Linked DNA regions of Sus scrofa: region 1 is linked to region 2. Evidence: chromatin contacts called from public HiChIP or PLAC-seq data. All regions are on one chromosome and are shown on one strand. The core of a region is the stretch at or near the end of the contact, and the rest is flanking DNA. Distances in the headings are between cores, read along the strand shown.

Region 1 (4,796 bases), core at 797-3,296, 190 kb before region 2:
TTGGGAGGAGAGCACTGGGAAACTCAGCAATCTCAGGACCCTTTCTCACCCATATTAGACCAAAGTGGCAGAACTGCCCGGGGGGCCGCTGCTGGGCAGTGGGTGGGGCCTGGAGGTTGGGAGCATCCAGAGAGTGTGTCCGCGCATCTGTGTGCCTGTGTTTCTCTGAGTCTGCATGTTTGTCTGTGTGTGTGTCCGTCCGTCCTTGACAGGGAGATGTGGTCAGGAATGCACTTGATTCTAGCCTGGGAACCTCCATATGCCACAGGTGCGGCCCTAGAAAAGACAAAAGGCAAACAAAAGCAAAAAACCCCCAATGGCAGTAGCAACAAAAGCAGGCAATAGCATCTGGATGATCACAAAACGCAAGGTAAGCTTGGCCTAGCAGCAGGGCACATGGCATTCGTATTGCTGCCAAACGTCTGGAGGTGTGTCAAAACCAAGGGGTGGGGGTGAGCCCCCGCTGATTGACCTGGAAGAGGGAGGGGACAGATGTCAGGGATCCTTAACCTTGAGGCAGAAAGTCTGTGGTTGATCTGAATGGCTGTCTCTAGCCTCTACCTCCTCTGTTCTCAGAGCATTAATGGGACACACCAAGTGCTGGACATTGACAAAGATAGGACAAGTGTCACCCAAAATAAGAGCTGGAAGCCAATACTGGGAGGGAAGGCAAAGGAAGGGGGGCAGCCTGGCACCAGATGCCGGAGTGTGACTGCTCTTTGTCCCCATCACCTGTCAGCTGGGAATTTTGCGCATCATGAGTGCAGTGGAGTATGACCAGCCCAGAGTCAGGACGCTGTAATAGACCACTTCTGTCAACGCCAGTGTGTCTCAAGGGGGAGGCATTTCTAATGGTTTCATTGCCTTGACTAACAAAAAAGATTCTTAAACATCGTAAAAAAAGAGTATATTAAAACACTGAAGAAAAATCATGAAAGTAATTAGAGTGGTATGGATTTTTTAAGATGTGTATATGAATATACATAATACATAATAAATTTTTTATCATGGAAGCTTTCAGACACAAAAGTGGCACGAATACCATGGTGACTGGACCCATGATCAGCCATCAACAGCTGGAATAGTGTGTGCATGAGAGTTCCAATGAAAGCCACATGGCTTTTAACATTTTCCCATGTGTTAATGAGCTCCAGTGACTCCATAATGCAGTTGTGTTAAACTGATATCCAAGCCCTTGAAATTACTCTCCATCTCATTCCCCACCTGCCTTGAGCACCTCTCTGAATAAGTAAGAAAGAGATCAGTTGATTAACTTATCACAAATCATTCAGGAAGCTTAACTAGGGCCTGAAACAGGAGGTGCTCCCAAGAGTTGAGAAGATAATCATTATAGCAGAACCAGAGCTAATGTTTATTGAGCAGTTACTATGTGCCAGCTTCTCTTCCAGCGGCTCTACATGTGTCAGTTCACTGAACTCTCATACCAGGCCTGTAACGTATATCCTATCTTCATCCCTGTTTTGTTTTGTTTTATTTTATTTATTTATTTATTTGGTTTTTAGGGCTGCACCCGCAGCATAAGGAGGTTCCCAGGCTAGGGGTCGAATCGGAGCTACAGCTGCCAGCCTGTGCCAGAGCCACAGCAATGTGGGATCCAAGCCACAGCTGCGACCTACACCACAGCTCATGGCAACGCCAGATCCCTAACCCACTGAATGAGGCCAGGGATAGAACCTGCGTCTTCACGGATACTAGTCAGATTTGTTTCCGCTGAGCCAAGATGGGAAATCCCATTCCTGTTTTCAAATGGGAACATTTGACACAAAGAAGTTAAGCCACCTGCTCAGCTTCATACAATTACTTAGAGGCAGAGTAAGGATTTAGACCCAAGCTTCCTGACTCCAGAGCCTGCCATCTTAACCAAACAAAGCCTGACACAGACAAAATGATTTCTTCGGGGAGAGATGAGGATAGAGAGGAGAGTAGCTGGTATGGAACACTGCTGTGGGCCCAGGCACTGGGCTAAATGTTCCCCTGTAACATCCTAACAACCCCGACCACAGAGCCGTGGACCTCAGTGGGAGATGACATCAGCGTTCTTCCTGAATGAGAAGGCGTCCTGGCTTCCTCACAGCCAGGCCTTGGGCGGGATTCTGTATATTTAAAAAATAAATACCTTATGTGTAAAAAATATTTGTAGGAAAAAAGTCAGGGAAAATTCCTCCACGTATTAACAAGTGCTGGTCCTCACCCACAGTGGAAGAGAGTTGGGGGAGGGGGTGATAGGGATTTTCCTTTTCTTTTTATTCATCCCAATTTGAATTATTAATTTAATAATAGTGTGAATTATTTTTGTTACAGAGAGTACAGGAAGGGAGAGGGGGGCAAAAATCCAAGAAGGAAAAGTGATAGTCTGGCCTTCAGCCCCTTGGGGCTGGGATGGGGACGTGGGCAGCAGGTGGAGAGGTTGGAAGCCTGGGGCAGTGTGAGATGGGCAGCCAGGACCTGGGCTGTGTCTCAGGTTAGGGCTCAGCTGGACTTAAAGGTCATGACTCATGGGGCTCCCACCCTGTCCTGGCAGGATGTAGTGGCACTGCGAGGCCGTAGCAAGTCAGCTTGTGTAAAAATACACAGAGCCGCTGGGCTCTGGTTTCTGGAGGGGCAAAGAAAAGCAGCCACATTCTGACACCTCCGGGCCCACACTCATCTGGTGGATCCTCCAGAGCTGGGGCTGTTTGTTCTTGAACACTGCATCTTTGGGATTAAAAATAACCCTCTTTTTGGCTCAGCTGCTCTCTCCCTGCCTGGGGGCAGAGATGGGCGAAATGATCCCAGATGTAGGCGTTTTCAGCCTGGATAGAACTCTACCCACTGTATTCCCCTGGCCAGCAAGCCACCCTCCACCATGAGCCTTTGATTGTAAAAAGGGTGGCAGGGAGCAAGGAATTTGCAGTGTCTACCAGGCAGGAAAGTTACAGAACCTCACTGGAATAGCCATGCTGATGCCACTAGTATAGCAATGGAGTGCTCTTAAGAGAATGTGCTAGGCCCTTTATCAACTATTTCTTTACCAACTATTAAGCACCATAAAAAAATGTGAGTTCTGCTGCAGCATGATGTGGGATTTGAGAGTGCCACAAGTCTCAGTTTACCCCCTCAAAATCTACCATTAGAATTGTTAACAATTCTACCATTAGAATTGTTCCTTTCATACTGAAAAGTTGTGCCTCCAAGGTGCCTAAATCTTATACCTGGGAGGGTAGATGCTGGTGATTAAAAGTAAGACTTTCTTAGGTTGGTAAACACTGTTTGTTTCTTTTTTTTAATGGCTACACCCATGATATATGGCAGTTCCCAAATCAGGGATTGAATCTGAGCTGCAGCTATGAGCAACACCACAGCTGCAGCAACACTGGATCCTTTAGCCCACTGTGGCACAGGGGAACTCTGGCAAAGATTGTTTCAATTTAGAAACTTACACATACAGGGGTTCACTTCCATCCTGATCCTCATCCACTGCTAAGGATCCAAAGGTGGGTATAATTCATCTCCTTTATAGAAAAGAAGAGCCTCAGAGAGATGAAGGCAGTTGAGGGGGCTTGGCTGGAATTAGAACCCATGGCTCCTCAGTCATGGCCAATCAATAACCCTATTATCTCCTTTGCTCCTGGGGACCCAAAGGAGAGAGGGTGAGAGGGAGAGTGATCTTGAGGAGAGAACACAGCTCAGGAGACCCCCAGGAGGGCTGAGGGGAAGAGGGGCTGAGAGGCAAAGCCATATCTCACGCCTTCACAACCTGACTTGCGGTCACCTCTCTTCACAGGCGATAAAAGGAAGGGTGCTGGAGCTGCCTGTTCTACAAATGGGGTGACAAAAAGGATTTACCTGGACTTCCACCTGCACCTGTTTTGTGTTGCTGCCTGGAGCACCATGCTGAGAAATACGGGATGGATTCTTGATGACTTCTACTGGTGCTAGAGTGGGGTGAGATGAGATGTGTGCTTCAAGTGTTTGCCATCCCTGCCCAATCCCCCCCATCCCCAACACACAGTGAGGATAATGGCAGGAGTGGCCTGCAGGGTAGGAGGTGAGGGGAGGTACAGACCACAGCCCCAGACACTTCTTGCCTTGATATCAAGGCAACTGCTGACAGCCTGATGCCGCCAGCAAAGGATGCAGGACCTGATACGGTCCACTTTCCCACCTAGAAGATGGAGTCACAGTGTCTGCTGCCTGTGAAATAACTGGGAAACACTTTAAAAGCGAGATGTCATATCAACCCAAGAAAGCATTCTGGAGGTTGCAGCCATGCCCTTCTTTGGCCGCTGATATTTTCGTGACAGTCAGCGGAGAGAAGGAATGGGATGGATAGATGGGTAGAGACGGCTCAAAAGCTCAAGCCCAAGGAGACCTTTGGGGCCAGTGGAAGGGCTCCATATGCTCTTGGGCAGTGGCTCTCATGGCTGGACAAGGAGAAAGAATTACTCTTAGGTGGACGGGACAGCTCCTGGGGCACCTAGAACTTGGGGTTCTCACGGGAAAACTGGGGGTGCTGAGTAGCAGTTGCCTCCCTACCTGCAAATGACTGTCTTGCTGGGCACCCCTGATTTCTTGCCCTGCCTCCCCAGCTTGGCTTCCTGGGCCTCAAGATTTCTTTGCCCCTCTTACTCTCCTAGGACACCCCGCTCAGGCTTACGCCAAACTTTGCCTTTCTCAAGCCTCTCTCATGCCCTTAACTTGCTGTTCTCAGCTCCTTTTTTTCTCATGAAGACAAAACTGGAACCCTGTTTTTCTCACTGTAAAGGCAAAGGTTTTCTCTTGGCCTCCAGACAGAG
Region 2 (4,230 bases), core at 956-3,455:
TGGGGGAGCTAAGGCACCAGCCAGGGCGAGGGTGAAGCAGGTGGAATGCTAGGGTGCAGAGCTCAAGGAGGTGCCCACTCTCCAGTCATATAAGCACTCGAGCACGAAAGCTACCTTGACTTTTGCACCCTGGGGGCCTCACTCTCCTCACCCTTCCAGCCTTGCCAAGGCAGAGACCAGTCAGTCTTTAGTTTCCCTCCTTGATGTTCCATCTGGGACAGCCAGCTTAGCCCTCTGTGGCTCTGCTTGTCCCTCAAGAAAATAAGGAAACAAAGTGAAGGTGGGGAAGGTAAGGCAGTTGCTTACCACAAACTTCTTCAGAATCTATTTATCTTGGACTGTCTGGCATCTACCCCTGGACCTGCTGTGTAATAGGTTTCAATACATGTTTTGTTCAGTGACTGGTTGTATCCTGTCACTCAGTGGAAAGGATCTGTCATTATCGAATTGCAGTTCTTCCCTATCAAAGGGCAGGACCTGTGTTTCGGCATCTTTGCACTTAGTGTGTTCCTGGAATATAATACAGGTAAATAAAGGTCCATTGAATCTGATAAAAGTGAAAGTCATTCCCCCTGAAGGTAAAGTCAGTAGTTACTTATAAGGCGGCAAATGCGGGACCTTTTTCAAAATATTTCCTTTGCTCTTCTTGAAATTCCTGTGTTGATAATTTGTTCCTTTCACTTTTCCTTCCCCACTTGTCTCGCTTTATTTTTATATTTTTAACCTTATTGTGTCTTTTAATTTGCTCCAGGACTTGTCCCCTATTAAAGGGGTTTTTAAGTATCAAAGAGGAGGCAGGAAGGTTTGGTTTTGTTTAGGATAGGAATCCAGGGGTACTTTTACCACCAGAGACAGCCCTAAGTAGTTCATTTTTCCTGAGTGGAATTTTTTTTTAATTGAAGTATAGTTTATTTACAATGTTGTGTTGGTTTTTGGTGTCCTGTGAAATGATTCCGATATATATATATATACATATACATATACATATACATATGGTATATTGCATATATATTATATATATTCTTCTCATATTCTTTTCTGTTATGGTTTATTACAGGATATTGAGTATAGTTCCCTGTGCTATATAGTAGAACCTTGTTGTTTATTTTATATTTAGTAGTTTGTATCTGCTAATCCCAAACTCCTAATCTATACCCCCCACCACCATTGTCTTACTTTATAATAGCAGAGCCATAGGAAAGGCTTACAGTAACCAAAATAAAACGTTCCCTTTATTGCTTTTTTGCCTTGGGAATTTTATAAACCAGGCAAACTATTGCTTGTGGGCCATATTCAAGCCACTGCCTGTTTTTGTGCAGCCTAAGAGCTAAAAATGTCTTTTAATTTTTTTTTAATGGTTGGAAAAAACTCAAAAGAAAAATAATAGTTTATAACATATGAAAATTATATAGAAGTCTTGGTGCAGTGGAAACAAATCTGACTAGTACCCATGAGGTGGTGGGTTCGATCCCTGGCCTCACCCATTGGGTTAAGGATCTGGCGTTGCTGTGAGCTATGCTGTAGGTTGCAGATGTGGCTTGGATCCCAAGCTGCTGTGGCTGTGGTGTAGGCCTACAACTGTAGCTCCAATTCGACCCCTAGCCTGGGAACCTGCATATGCCATGAGTGCAGCCCTAAAAAGCAAAAAAAAAAAAAAAAAAAAAAAAATTATGTAAAATTCTAACACCAGTGTTTATAAATAAAGGTCTACTGAAACGCAGCCACATCCATTCAAGTGTTGTCTATAGCTCTTTGTGCTCTAACAATGGAGTGGAATGGCCATGACAGAGACTCTAGTTCCACAAAGCCTAAAATATTTACTGTTTAGTTCCTGTACAGAAAGTTTGTTGACTCCCTACTCTCAAGGGAGACTGTTTGTTCTCCTACACTGATCCTATCAGCTTGTTCCAGTATTTTTGCCAAAATTACTAGATATAATCTAATTCGAGTAAGGAAGTGACACTCATTTTAGAAGTCACAAAGATTCCAAGAAAGTTATGTGTACGTAGAGATCTTAAGAAAATCATGGTTTAACTATTTTGTATATTGTATTTAGTTATTTAGGTTTAGAGAAATGCAAATATTCTCTCTGTGAGGTTTGGAGCCGGCTTTGTCTGAAGCAGGCACTCCTTACCCGAGAGTCACAGCCTCTTTATCTCTTTTCACTGCTCCTCATTCTTGGGGCCCAGGCCATCAGCCCTGGTTCTCCCCTCCCCCCATACTTAGTCTCAGTCTCAGCTCACTGGATGTAGACAGCTTGAATTATGCTCCTAGCCAGAAAGAGATTTTTCTCAGGGCTGGAGGAGGAAGTGATTTACTCTAGGTATTCCCAGCAATATGCCTGGGTATCATCTGTCTGCAGCTAAAGGGTTTCCATTCTGCAAGGAGTAGGGGCAGGCAGGAATAGGTAAGGACAGAATTCCAGAACTGGTATTTCTCCCATTGTCCCCTAGCCCACCCTCAAGTTTATCAATAAGTGTGAGGTTGTCGTTTTGGCCCCCATGTCCCCACATGGACTCTCCACAAACTTACGGTTTTGCAGCTTGTCGGCTTAAAGGAATGTGAACTTGGGCCCAGTTGGCAGCACGGTGATTTTCAAGTTAGACATCCCCTCCCAGTTGGGAGAGTTGATGAAGGCTGATCCCAGTCTGAAAATTGTGATTTCCCCTGGCTGTCTCCTATTCTTAGTTTCCCTGGACTTGCCGTAGGGATTTTGTTGGTCTCAACAGCAGGAGTCTTGGAGCTCCATTTTTCCTTCTCACCTTAGTGCCCTAATTCATAGGCTGTGAGCCACATGGGAACCTTCTAGCCATGCTTTGGATTGCTGGTGAGCAATTTAAAAGTTCCTCCAGGAGTTCCCGTTGTGGCTCATCAGGTTAAGAACTCACAGTGTCCATGAGGATGCAGGCTCAATCTCTGGCCTTGTTCAGTGGGTTAAGGATGCCGTGTCACCACAGCTGCAGCGTAGGTCACAGATGCGGCTTGGATCCAGTGTTGCCCTGGCTGTGGTATAGGTCACAGCTACAGCTCTGATTTGACCTTCAGTCCAGGAACCTCCATATGTACAAGGGTTTTAAGGTGTTCTGTCAGGAACCAGGGGCAGAGACAAGTATATATATTTATTTTTATTTCATAAAGAGAGAACTAATTTTACAGATATGGAACTGAAGACCAGATGGTTGAAACAATTTGCCCAAGATCCTGTAGCTAAGGGGCAGCAGGGTTCACATTAAAATCTAGGGTCCCTGGCCTCTTACCCAGGGCATTTCCCATTACACCACACCGTCTTCCCTTAGCTAGTCCAGGTGGGGCGGCAGGCAGAACCACGAAGGCAGACTATTAATGGATGGAACTAAGTCATTAAAAAGAAGTGAGAGGAACTACTATATGCCAGAGGAAGCACCATCTTTGATGCAGCTATCAATATTTCTTTATATTACAGAAAGTATGAGAAAACAGCTTCAAGACACATATCCTAGACTCTGCTTTCAGACTGCCAACCCTAAGCTGCCACTGGTTCCTTGGACTTAGCTTAGGTTCTCTTATTTAGTACTCGCAATAACCACATGAACAGGTACTATTATTCCCAGGTTTTATTTATTTATTTATTTATTTATTTATTTATTTATTTATTTATTTATGTATGTCTTTTCTAGGGCCACACACGCAGCATACAGAGGTTCTGAGGCTAGTGATCTAATTGGAGCTATAGCTGCCAGCCTACGTCAGAGCCACAGCAACACAGGATCCCAGCTTCGTCTGCAACCTACACCACAGCTCACGGCAACACCAGATCCTTAACCCACTGAGCGAGGCCAGGGATCAAACTCGCAACCTCATGGTTCCTAGTCGGATTTGTTAACCACTGAGCCACGATAGGAGCTCCATATTCCCAGTTTTAAAAATAAAATTTTGTGAAGTATAGTTGACTTATAAGGTTGTGTTAGTTTCAGGTGAACAGCAAAGTAAATTGGTTATACATATGTCCATTCCTTTTCAGATTCTTTTCCCATATATGTTTTTACACAGTATTGAGTAGATTACCTTGTGCCATACAGTAGGTCCTTGTTACTGATGTGTTTTATATACAGTAGTGTGTATATGTCAGTTCCGTCCACCTAATTTATCTGTCCTCCCCCCACATTTCCCTTTTGGTAACCATAAATTCGGTTTCAAAATCTTTGTCTTTTTCTGTTTTATAAGTTCTTTGGTATTATTTTTTATTAGGTT

The links. HiChIP or PLAC-seq counts read pairs in DNA pulled down with a chosen protein or histone mark.
Region 1: a contact with region 2 is called in an H3K27ac HiChIP or PLAC-seq map of skeletal muscle. The contact joins two enhancer-like sites. A contact is called at or near these places in 3 of 47 Hi-C or Micro-C datasets (embryonic fibroblasts, fetal heart ventricle and skeletal muscle) and 1 of 2 datasets of contacts at active chromatin or transcription factors (skeletal muscle).

The regions. Positions count from the first base shown.
Region 1 is chr1:109,156,856-109,161,651 of Sscrofa11.1, reverse strand. No RefSeq gene overlaps it. Among named protein-coding and RNA genes, the nearest start is that of MIR190A, 66 kb to the left of the region's middle. Within about 2 kb of position 2,046, at least 13 of the 83 cell types and tissues checked have an H3K27ac peak or open chromatin away from gene starts, as enhancers often do. A contact at or near this core is called in skeletal muscle, where this site is marked.
Region 2 is chr1:108,972,411-108,976,640 of Sscrofa11.1, reverse strand. The region is part of intron 3 of LOC110260973 (a long non-coding RNA gene); the gene reads left to right. Among named protein-coding and RNA genes, the nearest start is that of TPM1, 41 kb to the left of the region's middle. Within about 2 kb of position 2,205, at least 13 of the 83 cell types and tissues checked have an H3K27ac peak or open chromatin away from gene starts, as enhancers often do. A contact at or near this core is called in skeletal muscle, where this site is marked.